2 separate regions of the Mus musculus genome follow, and region 2 is linked to region 1. A link is a contact called in public promoter capture Hi-C data. All regions are on one chromosome and are shown on one strand. The core of a region is the stretch at or near the end of the contact, and the rest is flanking DNA. Distances in the headings are between cores, read along the strand shown. Region 1 holds the start of Lin9 (lin-9 homolog (C. elegans)). Region 2 holds the start of Ccdc185 (coiled-coil domain containing 185).

Region 1 (4,308 bases), core at 990-3,489:
ATCTAGAGGTGTGCTTTGCTGATCTCCTAGGTATTTCTCAATGCAATCAAGCTATCAAAATTAACCATCACCACAGGCATGAGGAAAAGCCTAAGTGGCTCAGCTCTGGTGGGCTGCTGACCAACAACCGTGTGACTGCAGGTGAGACAGCCCTGAGAAGTCACAGAGCGTACCCATTACAGATGATGAAACATTTTACAGTACAGCCCAGGCTGGCCTCCAACTTAAGAGTTAGCCTTTTGTCTTAGCTCACATGTGTTAGGTTAACACACGTCACGGTGCCCAGCTTAAGAAAAAAAATCTCTTCAGATGGCAGGTAACATTCTACTTACTTGAATTATCTATATTTTCAAGCATCGTAAATATCAATCAACCATATTCTCCAAACAAGAACGATAAACTTAGGGATATTCTATAGATAATGCCTTATCAATACAGTAATCACTAGCTATTTAAATATAAGTCAAGATTAAATAGAAATAAAAGAGCAGCACCTGAGCCATCTAGTCACAGGTGACTACCGGTTGCTCACTGCACACTAGAAAAGTGACATCTCCATCCACCATCGAGAACGTTCTTTTGAGACTTAGCACTGGTCTAAATCAAAATTAAAACACAAACATTCTGAATACTGGCAACCTGAACTTCTGACTTAACAATATAAGAAATACACGATATCAAAGAAAACAGAATTAAGAGTTATCTCTCTTTTAAAGGCATATTTGCGTTGCCCACAGATACATCTTACAGAGTTCGAGTTTTTTCTTTGCTTTTGAAACGGGTTTCTCTGACCTGACTTCCTGTTGGGGCACACCAAATGGTTAAAAAACAAAACCACTACTTTATTTGTCATAAAAATGATACAATCGTTCTAAATACAGATTGCTCAGTTTGGAGGTTTGTTTGTTTGTTTGTTTTCCAAGACAGGATTTCTCTGTGTAGCCTTGGCTGTCCTGGAGCTTGGTATGTAGACTGGGTGGGCCTCGAACTCGGAGATCCACCTGCCTCTTCCTACCGAGTGCTGAGATTAAAGATGTGCGCCACCACACCTGCGAACCTTTCGTTGACCAAGGGCTACAAATACACACCACAGAGTACGTGTTGCTTCAAGACCATTTTGTAACTAAAATGCCTTTTAATAATGTGTGCAATATGAAAATTACAAAATTGTTCCCTTGTCCTTAGGTCGCAGAGTAGCTGGCTTTACTGTCTGCGGACAGGTGAACATCCGTCTCAGAGGTTGTGAGTATAGAAGGAGAAGTGAGGCAGTGAACAGGGGTGGGTGTCAGGCAGAATAACATACTTATATGGGCTGCGGTGCTCACATCCGTGTGTAATGCCCACCCCACAGTCTAGAGACACATCCACTCAGGAGGGAGACTGGGAATGGGGCTACCTCGGCACTGTATCCCGGCTGGATCATCTCCGGAAAGGTCCAGGGCCACCTGTAGTCCCAGGGGAAGGGGCCAAGCCTGTGTGACACGGAAGAAAACACTTCCAGGATGGACGCGGGGGGTCGGGGGGAGCGATCACAAGTGCCTGCAGAAGCAGGAGCCGTCAGAGGATCAGATCGGAGGCCCGGGGCACCAAGAGGGGCTGTGTCCCCGGTGCCCAGCCCGAGCCCTCCCGGCCCCCGGCCGGCGAGTTACATAACCGGGCGGGCGAGGAGGACGGCGCCCGCAACTGGGGGGCCGCTCTTCGCCCACCCCGGCCGGCGACAGCAGTCGCTCCGGGAGAGCAGCCGCCGACTCCGTCAGGACAGGCTGGACTCCCGGGCTTTCGGTTTCCGGCGCTGGCGCTCGCACAACCCCAGAAACAGACACACAAGACACCATAACAAAGGCGGCGACGCGGCGGCAGCGCCTGAGGAGGAAGGCCGGGGACTGCGGTGGGCTGGCGGCCATCCCACCTGCCCGGCAACCGGACTCGGCCGGTGCGACCCCGGGACGGGCAACCGGCGGGAAGGAGGGCTGCTCTGAGACGCTACTTACTCTCGTCAGGCAACTGGTCGAGCTCCGCCATCTTGAACGAGCCGCGCCGCTTTTTCAAAGGCTGCCCGCCCCGGTGCATTGTGGGGCGGAGACTGTCTGCGAGGGAGGTTCGAATGAGGAGCTCGCGGCCCGCGGCGCCTGCTCCCGCCAGGCCGTCCGGCTCCGCCCGAGCCCGGCGGGAGGGGGCCTCGGGGCCTCGCCCGCACCCCGGGCCGGGCCCGGAGGAGGACAGGGGACGCCTCGCCGAGAGGCCCGGTAGGGCCGAGCGCGGGGGGCGCGGCGCCAGCACCGATGCGCCCGCCCGCGCCGCCCCCCTCGCCTGCGCTCGCTCCCGGCGCGCGGCCCGCGCTGCGGCTGCGGGAACTGCAGGCCGGTTCCCGAGGGGAGCGGGACGCAGGCCCGGGCCGGTGGCGCGGCGGACGAGACCTGGGTTCCTGGTCGCTTGGCACGGAGGGGGCTCTGCCCAAAGTAACGTGGACTCGGCTCCCCAGATCGCGTTTCTCCGGCGCCCCGGCCCCTGCCCTTCCCCCCCACCGAGTGCCCGGGCCGCGGCGTCCGCTTCGCCTGCAGGTCACGGACGCGGGGTCCGGGCGGCCCGGGCCGGAACCTGAGCTGCGAGCGGCCGGGACGAGACCTTGAGAGGTCACCAAGTTGGTGTAGGCCGAGGGCTAGTGAACTGTCCTGCTTTCTTTCTCTAATGCGCTCCACCCGAGACCGGTAGTGAGCTGGGAGCCTCACAGTGACTAAGGATGCTTGGGGAAGACACAAGTGACACTAGCCAAGTGTAATGAAACTGGATGGGGATTCCTCCCTTGCTGAAAGAAGCCGGGAAAGATTTCACGGTTCCCATCTGTAACACTTTCTAGTATTTAAACCACGGTGGCTTTTCAACTACTATTTTTACAAGCGTGGTTGATCTCCGGGGTGGGTCTATTCTCCAGGGATTTATGAGGAGGGGGTAGTCGGCGAATGGAGAATTTAAAACAAAACAAAAACGAGTGGATGAGTGACTTCCACAAACTAAAAAGTTTAAAGATGGTTCAGTGAGGTGAGAGCAGATCTAGACAGGCCAGCCCAGGCTAAGTTGGGCTTGGTAAAAAGAATAAAGCGAGGTCTTAAGTAGTACGAAGGGCAGGCTTTCATTTCTTTTCTAGAACACATTCAAGAATGTGAGGCACAGGTTGGAGAAAGACAAGATGAGACTCTTGGGCGAGCAATAGAGTGGAAGACTTCAGGCTCAGGAAAAGGGCAGCAGGCTGTGAAAGTTAAGGGTGCAACTTGGGCTGCTACTTGTATCAGTCCCAGGCAAGCTTAATACTTGTGCTTCAACTTCTCCTCAGTAAAATGCAGGCAAAAATTCCACTCTTGCTTAATGAGTGGAAAGAACTTATAATGGCTCCTTGCAGCCAGCTGTTTGCTGCTACAGCCTCCAGTTTATAGACAGTAGGGAGTACCGCTGAATCTGGGGTGGAGGGAGGGGCAGGATGGAAAATCCACCTTTCGAGAGGTGAGGGGAAAGACTAGTGCGAGCAAGAGAAGCACATGGGTGCTGGCCCTTCTGGGCCCAGGGTAAGTGGGGGAGGAGGTGGGCGGGAAGTAAAACGTTGTAACAAAGTAACCTAGCCTTCTGAGAGAATCTAACCCCCCCTGAGCCTTCTGAACACATTCAGACCAGCCTGCCTCGTAACAGGAAACTGGTCCTGCTTGGGACTTGGGTGTCTTCATCAATTTGAAAATGAGATCGGGCATAATTTAACTCTCTGAGAATAAAAGAGCAGCAATCAACATGGAGGAAGCTGAGAGAGAAGAGAGAGGCAAGAATGGTGAAACCTAGTAGACAGGTGTTGTCAGATCAGAGCAAGTCAGATTTTACTCAGAGGCAGTTTTCATACATTTTTCACTACCTTGGTTTCTCTCTAATGTAACAGCATGTGTTAATCCATTTATGCTTCTGAGACAAGGTACCTTGTGACTTGCTTGGTAATTACTAAATGACAGACATTTATTATGGTTCTGGATTCTGGCAATGTCCGGTGGTTGTGATGAGGGCCGCTTTCTCCTTCCATGATGGGTATCTTGCTGTTATGTCTCCCGGGGTGAAGGATGCGTTCTCTTCCCGAGATGGAAGAGCATGAGTGTCCCTTCATACTGAGACCTGCTGCTGGGTAGAAGAGACAGACAGCTGAGCTGCCAGGAGGATGTGAATCCCATTTGGGAGGGTCAGAGCTTCTTAATACTGTTGCATGACAGATTAAACTTCAATATGAGTTTTGAAGGAGACACCGTGATTCTACCCATAGCAACAGAAACCATAGGA
Region 2 (4,633 bases), core at 1,187-3,686, 2.1 Mb before region 1:
TGGAGATGCAGGTGTGGTGTGCTCTAAGGCCCAGAGCCCTCTCTTCCGGCCCCTCAGAAAGCTTTCTCATTGTGTTTCACCAGTGCGTCTCAGACATTGTTTCTGGTTCGGTGTTGCATTTGCTAGTCAGGAAGGATTAACTGTGAAGAAGAGACCTTCCCTCAGAGAGGGTGTGGCCAAGCCTTCCTCCCGATGACCCACATAAAAACAAGCCCAAGGAAAAAGCAACTCTGCTGGCCGGCCTTTGCTTCACAGTGGTTGTGTGTGCTCTGACCTTCACCTGCACACTGGGGCACACTCAAGTGCACAAACACACGCATAGACACAGTGGCCTGCCATGATTTTAGTACTCAGCTTTATATTTGTTATTGCACATATTTGTGTGTGCACACACATACTTGAGTGTGCCACAGTCTGCATGTAGAGGCCAGAGCAGATGTTGTGGGAGTTGGCTGGTTCTTTCTACCATGTGGGTCCCAGAGATCAAACCCATCATATAAGACCTGACAGCGAGTACCTTCACCCGCTGAGGCCCACCTTTTATAAGGGCTATGTAGTGTGAAGTGACCACGGGCATTCTGAGTTACGGCCGCTGTGATTGCTCCTGGGTAGCCTCGACTGGCTGCCTCACATGGTCTTTAAGGCTTTCAAGCATGTAAAAGCTTTTGACCTTGTGGCACAACATTGTCATCTACAAAGCGGATACTTGATAACTGGTTAATGGAGTACACACACACACACACACACACAAACAAACACACAATAAAGTTTTAAGTTAGCCATTTTATATAGGGCTGCATTTATAGTTAGTGAGGAGGTGGCCTCAGATCCACAGGTGGAGCGTATCTTCATGAATAAGCCAATAGGAAGACTTTTACAAGTTGTACCATGGGTACCAGGCATCCTTGATATTGCTGTGAGATAGACCAGGTACACTCTGACTTGATTGAAGTCACTTTAGTCCTGACCACTATCAAGTCTCCTACTTCTAACCCAAATCAAGGGAAATCTGCTGTTCACATTGCTCCCTCGGACCACACATTTGCCAGCGAGTCCCAACCAAATCATACTTAGCGCTGTCCTGGTCTGCCTGCTCCCGCCTTCTGCCTCACAGCATATTGAAGCTGTTCTTACAAACTGGAATGATGTTGTGGAACAAGTTTACCAACGTCTTTTACAGGGGCTCTGCCCTCACGGATCAATCATCTGTGGATGGTCCCAGACCCTTAGTTCCACCATCATGGCCTGACCCTGAGGTCCACCATCATGGTGGTTTAATGCCAAAACGTGCAGTTTGGAGGCATATATTCAGACCATAGCAACCCTAGAGGAGGGTAAACCCAGTCTTAGCTTGACCCGACAGAACCTGAGAGTCACTTTTCTGACATTTTACCCAAACTGGGTTAAAATTACATGAATCTAGTACATCTTTTCAGCTAGAAGTCTGCAGAAGAACTTTTAAATACAGTTAAGTGTTAAAAGCTTTAACTGGAACTTAGTAGGACACCATTTATTGACTGCATTCTGGTGGCAGGTGTTCCACACACTTCATTTCACCTCGCCTTCAAAGTAGCCCAGCTTTCCAGAACTTGGGCTCATGGGAGGAATGCGCTCAACATCACAGGGCTGAAAGCAGAAGATCCAGTCACTTGCCCTTTGGCAAGGTGGGGGGGGGGATCTCACAAAAGTTGGGGGGGGGGAGACAAATGGCCAATAAATGAAATCTTCGAGGGGCTATTTGAAAACAGTGCAGACAAAATTCATATTTTGATTTCTAAAAAAAAAAAAAAAAGCTGTAATTTACACATTAGAGGAAAACCAGAATTGCTTGTTGCTGTTCTAAAGTTCACAAAGGTAACTGTGAAAGCATCCCTTGGGCTTGCTAAGGCTCAGACCAGTGTGCTTCAGGGACCGTTTCCTTTCCACACCTTACATGCACAGAAGGCTTAGTGAGGTTGGTGAGCTGCTTAGCCAGGTAAGGGCACTTGTCTCAAAGCCTACATTCGATCCCTGGGACTCAGATGGTGTAAAGAAAGAACCAACGCCTACAAGCTGTCCTGAGCTGCCCACACACCAGTCATGGCTTCTACATGTCCATCCTCACAGACACACATAGAACAAACATAAAAATAGAGACGTGACTCCAAAGGACAAGCAAAATCCCCCTTCCTCAACACTACACTTTGCCCCTCTCTCCCACTAAACTCTTTAAGTTGGAGCCCTTGGCCTGGAGCTTCCACAATCCACTAATGGAAACACTGATGCTGTCACGATTCTATACACCACCCTTGTTTCCTAGACTTCCAGCCAGCTCATCAAAGGCCAGGTGCACTGAGGCCTTTAAAGACCAGATGGCACCAGGATGCATTGTGAAGTGGCAGGAGCGTCACAGGCCACATGGATCACAGGATCTGAGCGTGGGCTGGGTGTCTGCAGTGGCCCCCTGAAGGTCCGTCGACCTTCTGTAGACTCTGGGCCAGCCGGGAAGGGAGCATGGCCGGTTTCCATCTCTTCTCCCCACGGTCCTATGGGGAGCTCGGGGAACCCTTGCTAGCTGGAGAGCAGGAGTTCGCAGCCCAGCTGGGCTGGTCTGAGTTGTCTCTGAGTCCCTGGGCCCAGACTCCTGGCGCCGAGATCGAGACCGAGGTGCCCTGGGTGCACCCAAAGTGTTCGCCCACTGGGCGGTCCCGCCGGCGTGGGTATATGACCTTGCCACGAGAAAGCCACAGCCTGACATACGTGGCCCGAAGACCCTCGGACCGAGCCAGGAAGCACAGGTCCGGCAGCCTCTGCCTGGAAGGAGCCTGCGGGGAGGCACCAACCAAGTCCAGCAGAACCTGGCAGCAGCAGCAGCCGCCACGGGATCAACCCAGCCCGCGCTACCCTGCAGCCCGGGGAGATTCATCCCTGCAGTACATCCGGGAAGCTTTCAGTCCCCCGAATGCTGGAACGTTGCTTGTAGAAAACACACACCCTGGAGACCGGTGGGCAGTGCCGGTGGGCAGACGTGTAGGTCTCTGGTCTCCTTCCTCGGTTCTCACCGACAAGTCCTCTGTTCACTCCCTAGAGTTATGTAAGCAATCCACCCAGAATAGGAGTAACCGCGACCTGACTGAGTCCTTAAACAAGTATGACTGTCCCTCTGCCTCCTGCAAAGAGAAGAGTAGCCAGCACGCTCAGGTCCTCAAGAGCAAGCTGGACGAGACGGTTATATCTTTGAGGGACCAGAAGATCTTGGCCCTGGTGCTGAGCAGGCTCAAGAAGGCCCAGAGGATGCGAGAGCTGCAGCAACAGGCTGCAGTCGCCTGGGAAGAGCTGAAGCGCTCAGACCAGAAAGTTCACTTGACCCTCGAGAGAGAGCGCAAGCTGCTGCTGCTGCAGAGCCAGGAGCAATGGCAAGGACAGAGGGAACAGCACAAGCCTCAGAGGGGCCATGGCCATGAGCAGCCTCACCAGGGTTACAAGCAGCAGGGACCGCGGCGCGACCGCCAGGCAAGGAGCGCTGTTCGGTCAGAGAACGAGAGTGAGTGGATGGTTCAAGCTGACAACCCGGAGATCCGAGGCCTGGCCAAGATGGACAAGGTGCAAGCGCAGGCCGAGCATCTCAAACAGTGCCAAGTGCAGAGTCTGCGGGAGCAGGAGAGGGTGCTGCAGAGTGTTCGGGACCTGAACAGGCTGCAGCTGCAGAAGAGGCTGGAGATAGCGGGTCACAAGAGGGAGCATGTGATGATGGAGAGCCCGAAGAAGCTCCAGGAGAGCAACCTGAGCACGGTTGTCAACTTCCAGGCCCGCAAGGTTCTCATGGACTGCCAGGCCAAGGCGGAGGAACTCCTCAGGAAGCTGTCGCTGGAGCAGAGTTCCCAGAGCTCCCAGAGCTACCAGGACATCCAAAAGGGTCTGGTGAAGGAGCAGAGGCACAGAGAGCAGCAGGCAAAGGCCCAGACTGAGGCAGAGCAGTTCCAGAGAAGGAGATGGCATGCCGAGGAGGCAGAGGAGCTGCTCCAAGTGAGCAAGCGGGTGCTGGCAGAGCTGGCTGAACAGAAGAGCAGGCAGGCCAGGAGTCATGCGCACAAGACCACCAGGGACAGGGCGCAGCACCTGCAGGAGCTGAACATCCTGCGCGAGAGGAACCATCATATCTTGAAGCTGACAGCGGAGAAGGAGGAGAAGTGTCACATCAAGGGCATCAAGGAAGCCATCAAGAAGAAGGAACAAAGGTTAGCGCAGATGACCTCAGGGAAAGATCCCATCTTCCAGGAGTATCAGAAGGGTCCCGCGTCCTCCAAGATAAACCGCTGCTTTGACCAGGTGGCAGCAGAGCCCCAGCTGTCCGTGCACCTGCAGAGTGGAGTCTACTGAGAACCCAGGAGGAAGAAGGCACAGCCTGGCAGCCAGACAGAGACACCATCATGCAATTCCGCTTTATAATCCGATTTTAATCGAGCATTGATTTTTAAAAATGTATATAAAATAGCTGCATTTTCCTCCCATGAATTAGCTCATTGATTCTCTTGGATGGTGTGGGGGGGAGACTTGGGGGCAAGTACAAAATCTGTTTGACTTTGTGGGATTTCAGTGTCTCTCAAGGAATCTAGAAGCACACATCAGGCCAGAGTTAGAGGAGCCAGAGAAG

Evidence for each region. Promoter capture Hi-C pulls out the DNA fragments that hold promoters and counts their contacts.
Region 2: a contact with region 1 is called in a promoter capture Hi-C map of hippocampal neurons, with 4 times the contacts expected there. The contact joins the promoter of Ccdc185 here to the promoter of Lin9 in region 1. A contact is called at or near these places in 2 of 39 promoter capture datasets (hippocampal neurons and stem cell-derived epiblast-like cells).

The regions. Positions count from the first base shown.
Region 1 is chr1:180,639,081-180,643,388 of GRCm38.p6, reverse strand. It overlaps Lin9 (lin-9 homolog (C. elegans)), which reads right to left and starts at 2,239. Exons shown (of 15, transcript NM_001103182.2): 1 at 1,992-2,239. The coding sequence starts at 2,070.
Region 2 is chr1:182,746,983-182,751,615 of GRCm38.p6, reverse strand. Ccdc185 (coiled-coil domain containing 185) reads left to right here and starts at 2,436. Exons shown (of 1, transcript NM_001033547.2): 1 at 2,436-4,490. The coding sequence starts at 2,494. The coding sequence ends at 4,359.